Linked DNA regions of Bicyclus anynana: region 2 is linked to region 1. Evidence: chromatin contacts called from public Hi-C data. All regions are on one chromosome and are shown on one strand. Each heading gives the region's core, a stretch centred on a gene start, on an enhancer-like site or on the middle of the called end of the contact. The rest is flanking DNA. Distances are from core to core; before and after follow the strand shown.

The links. Hi-C and Micro-C count contacts between places; a contact is called where the count stands out from the background.
Region 2: a contact with region 1 is called in a Hi-C map of whole body, with 2.5 times the contacts expected there. The contact joins the promoter of LOC112048100 here to the enhancer-like site in region 1. A contact is called at or near these places in 2 of 2 Hi-C or Micro-C datasets (whole body and whole larva).

Annotation. Positions count from the first base shown.
Region 1 is chr13:10,510,004-10,512,703 of ilBicAnyn1.1, forward strand. No RefSeq gene overlaps it. Among protein-coding and RNA genes, the nearest start is that of LOC128198700, 5.3 kb to the left of the region's middle. Within about 2 kb of position 1,373, at least 6 of the 8 cell types and tissues checked have open chromatin away from gene starts, as enhancers often do.
Region 2 is chr13:10,576,325-10,579,024 of ilBicAnyn1.1, forward strand. It overlaps LOC112048100 (cAMP-dependent protein kinase catalytic subunit 1), which reads right to left and starts at 1,392. Exons shown (of 1, transcript XM_024085481.2): 1 at 1-1,392. The coding sequence starts at 1,070. The coding sequence ends at 9.

The DNA.
Region 1 (2,700 bases), core at 123-2,622:
ATTATTATTATTATTATCATTACATATTACGTATTAGTGTCACATTTTCCGTCTATACTTTAACTTTAGTCTAAGAAGTGAAGTAGGTATGTTATAAATACGTCGGATAGTTGTCGACCTCTACAAGTTGTGAACGCAACACCTGGTAACGGGTGTGGTAACACGTCGCTTGTTGGGTTCTTTTCTACTTTACATTTTTTTATTGTTCTACGCATTTCTGCTAAGGCCACAAGGTCACAGCAATCATTTGTAGATAATATTAAATGGGTAGATATTTAATTTTATATAATTTCCAATAGAATGTAAAAATTGCATTTATTAAGAAACTTATTATTTAGAAACTGAGAGAGATATGGGTTGAATAAAGTTGTTTCTCTTACTTACTCTTGATGCTGCGTAGAAACTAATAGAGATTTGGGTAGAATGCAGATGTTCCTCTTACTTACTCTTGATGCTGCGTAGAAATTGACAGAGATATGAGTAGAATAAAGTTTTTCCGCTTACAAGTAAGCCCGCTTCCATCTTACGAGTATCATAGCTTAACAGTAACTATAAATTGAATTTATAAATTCAACACAGGCAAAAATTTCCACGAAGAACTGGTACTCTCCATTCCTGTATTGTTTTAACTGTAGGGTTGGTACACAACAATAATATTTTACAAAAAATTAATTGAAATATTACACGTAATATGTATTAACAAGCTTTGCCCTTATTTGTTTTATTGTGAAGAAACCTGTACGCGAAAGATTTTTCTACAAGATTAGGAGAGGTATATCTCTCAAGTTATTATGAAATAACAGACAGACACAAGTTTTATTAATATGTAAGTATAATAATAATATTTTTTGCTTCGACTTTTATAAACAACATATATTGTACCTACGATTCATAGACACAATTATTACCACTATCAATCACTCGGCTTACGGAAATGCATTTAATTATGTTGAAAGTTGTCAAATAGTTGATCCACGCTCCGCATATGGAACTACTTTTGTGCGCCGTTTTTGTGTAACACCAGCTGACGCCGTTTCGCCCGCGTGGTTCCCGTTCCCGTAGTAATACGGGGCAAAATTATAGCCTATACTTCCTCGATAAATGTGCTATCTAACACTGAAAGAATTTTTCAAAACGGACCAGCAGTCAGAGATAAACGGGTTCAATCAAACAACAAACAAACTCTTCAACTTTATAATATTAGTAGGTATATAAGTAAATGCATTCTTTTTTTTCATCGCTGATTCAGTTTATATCACTGTTTTTATACTATTCGTATTTAAATCCACCAAATTGTGTGCCCAAGGGCCCAGTGAAGCTTAAGCTTAAGCTTGAAGGGCCCCAGTGACAACCCTATGAGCCCACCCACACGCGAATGATGAGACGCTTCATATCCGGCGGCTCCCCATTCATCGGACGCGTTCAACTTCGCCTGCGTTTTAATTAAAGTCATCACACTTTTTTCATTACCGCCTCAGTTGAGTTGCGAATGAGTTCATACACGATCATACCTACAATTTCTTTTCTTTTTTATTTGAATGGAGGAAGGCAAAACATTAGCTTATAGATGTCTAGGTTGCAAACAACAAGAGCTACATATAGAGATAAATATGTGTCTTAGGATGGAACTTATAAAATATCTATAACCCAGTCAAGACCGACACAAAAATGGTAAAATTCGCAAAAAAATCTCTGATTTTTTTATATATTATTTGGACTGTAGATATTCTTATATCTATGTTTGGACCAATTATGGCTATTTATATCCAAGTTTTTTCTGTTAAAACAAAGAAAATTTCAGTGTTTCAAAGCCCGACTTCAGATACCTTCTTCTTAATCGTTTACTCTTGGCAGAGTGGTTGTGGTTGCAAAGATAAGCGACGCATTCTGTGCAATACTTCTCCAGTTTTGGCGATGGCTGCATTGGATGGGAACACTCAAACGTGGATGATTATGTAGCAGCCTTGACGAAATCCATCCAGCGGCATGGAGATCAGCCTCTGGATCTTTTGCCTTCAACTTGACCCTACACTACCAACAGCTCAGTTGAATCCTGATTTCTAGAGATGTGGCCAAAGAACTTTGACCCAGGATCGTAATATATAAATGCGTTTGCATTTCATCAAGAAAACTCGAAAACCGCTTGACATAGGTACAAAGATGAAATTTGGCTTGGACGTCGGTTACAGTTAGTAGCGATCCGCTAAGAAAGACCTCCGTGGCGCAGTGGTATGCGCGGTGGCTTTACAAGACAGAGGTCCTGGGTTCGATCCCCGGATGGGCCGATTGAGGGTTTTCTTAATTGGTCTAGGTATGGCTGGTGGCTAGTTACCACCCTACCGACAAAGACGTACCGCCAAGCGATTTAGCGTTCCGTTACGATGTCGTGTAGAAACCGAAAGGAGTGTGGATTTCATCCTACTCCTAACAAGTTAGCCCGCTTCCATCTTAGTTTCGACCATCATTTACCATCAGTCACGGGCTAACTTGTAGAAGAAAAAAAAGGATTTTGCGAGAGGGCCGGATTAAGGAGGTCTAAGGGCGGACGAAGTCGCGAACGTCCGCTAGATTCTTATATCCATCCCAGTCACATCTATCTATACATAAACTGTAGTTCCCAATACACAGTTTAATATCTAGTTAGTTGACGGTGAAATCTATCCGGTAACTAACAAGCTCTAGCAGGCTATTATTTCAGTA
Region 2 (2,700 bases), core at 142-2,641, 66 kb after region 1:
CAGAGCGCTCAGAACTCAGCGAACTCCTTCGCACACTTCTCCGTGGAGGAAATGCGTAACGCCTCTTCCTCGTAGTCATCAAAGTTGCTGGTGTCTCCGGGGCCTTTGCAGCGGGGTATGAACGGCGCCTCGATCTTCTTCTGGAAGACGGCGATCCAGTCGGTGCTCGCGAACCATTTGTGTCCCTTTATGTCGTTCACACCCGCCTTCAAATTGCCGTACCGCTTCGTGAGATCGACTTGCAGAAGGTTCCGCAGCAGGTCTTTCAGATCGGACCCGAAGTGTGAAGGGAAGCGAACCTTACCTGACACGATCTTCTCGTATATCTGTATCGGCTGGTCGGCGAAGAACGGCGGATATCCGGCCGCCATCTCGTAAACCAACACGCCAAGGGCCCACCAGTCTACCGCCTTGTTGTAACCCTTGGACAGGATGATCTCGGGCGCGAGGTACTCGGGTGTTCCGCACAGCGTCCACGTGCGACCCTTCACCCGCTTCGCGAAACCAAAGTCCGTCACCTTGAGGTAGCCCTGCGAGTCGATCAGCAGGTTCTCAGGCTTGAGGTCCCGGTAGATGAGGTCGAGGTAGTGCAGGTACTCGAACGCCAACACTATCTGGGCGGCGTAGAAGCGCGAGTGCGGCTCCGAGAAACGACCGACCTTGCGGAGGTGAGAGAACATCTCTCCGCCCGGAACGTACTCTAGAACCATGTACAGGTTGGAGTTGTCCTTGAAGTGAAACTTAAGGCTTACGAGGAAGGGGAAGTTGATCGCCTGCAAGATTCGCTTCTCGTTCAGCGTGTGTTCGACTTGCTTCAACTTGACGACCTTTTGCTTATCTAATATTTTCATAGCGTAATACTCCTTGGTGGGTTTGTGTTGCACTATCATGACTCGGCCGAACGAGCCCGTGCCGAGCGTCTTTATTCGCTCGAAGTCGTTCAGTCCGGCGGTATTAGTAGGATTCTTCTTCCATTTCTCCTCGAAGTCCTCCTTGGCCTGGTCAAGGAATTCCTTGACGCTCTCGGCGGCGTCCACCTTTTTGTTGGCGGTGGCAGCATTGTTGCCCATGGCGCACACCACTCGCTATTCCAGAGCCCCGATTCGCCGTTATAGAGGCTGTCTGTGTGCACTAATCGATGCCCCTACGTCCGTAAGAAACGGGCAGGTCACCACAGACCGATATGAAACACGAACATTATCAACTTTTACAGCACGAATGCACGTCACAAAAGACACTTGTTGGAGGCACACATTGACACGATTAGTTTGAAATCGAGAAATTACGAAAAATATTTTGTAACATTCACAAGAATAAAATGGCTTCCACTGCCAAACTCGATCGACAGAGCGAGATCGAGCGAACGTTTCGCTCACGGGTGGCGGTCATTATAACGGTGTTGCCATTTGATTGGAGAAGAAACTACCTTTATTTTTACAATTTCTACCAATATTTCTAATTTTGACCTAGACGATAGAAGAAATGAAATAATGTGTAAAGCTAAAGTCCGATTTTTTTTTCATGACTTTTATGTAGAATACACGTAGAAGACGAATAAACGTGATTTAGTCTGTTATTTATATCAACTGCCTCTAAAGTACAAAAAAGTCGAAAATACTAATAAATCACGGTGCTTCCACGAAAAACAAAAATAAACTAACCTACCCCATTCTTCGAAACTAATACTCCACAGCTCCAGACCATATGCTATGTCAGTAAAAATTTACAGTAATCTACCACACCATATACGAAATGAGGAAAAAGATATTGTATTCAAAAAGATATTACTTTTTTCGACTTTCTTTATTTCGGGACATAAATAAATAATGGAATAAGTAATTAAAGACAAAATTGTGCATGTGTGCGCTCAGTTTTGTAGCCTATTATTCGGATCTCTTTTTGCGGTGATTTTGTAGGGTTGTAACCGATCTATAGTATAAAATTATCATTGATTATTATATATATAAAACAAAGACGGGTTTGTTACAACACTTATTACTCGGGACCTGCTGGACCAATTTTCATGGTTGTCTCCGCCTCGAATAGCAGAATACATCTTATAAACAATGAAAATTAGCATTTTTTTAAGGTAGAGGTAGGATATTCAGGCAATACCATACAATACATTTTACATTATATAATACTAACGGACCCGATCAAGCTTCACTATGACTTTTGTACACTTATTCGCTACCCCTACCCTACCTCTACCCCACCCCTAAACTACTCCTACCCTACCCCTTACCTACCCCTAATCTACTCCTACCCTACCCCTACCAAATCCCTACCCTACCCCTAAGAATAAATATGAAGCACCTACTTGACAGTTTTCGTAAAAATATATTAAAACTGTAAGTTTTATACCTGTAATAAATATAATTTTTTAAAAAAGAAATGTTATATAATAGAAAAATAAAATAATTTTTATCCATCTATTTGAAATTAGCACTAAAACAACAGCTCACATATGACGTCACGGTCATCACGATCGTTTATGATGTTTTTAAAGCAATTATAGGATTGTTTTTTTCTCTGCCTATGGTTTAATATTTATTTTTAACTTGTGTAATACCTACTGACATTTGACAATATTACATGACACTGACAGCTCACATTGGTATTCTTTAGGATTGAGCAGAACACGTTGCTTGATAAAAATTCAATGTAGATAAATTAACAACTTAAAACTAACAAATTCAA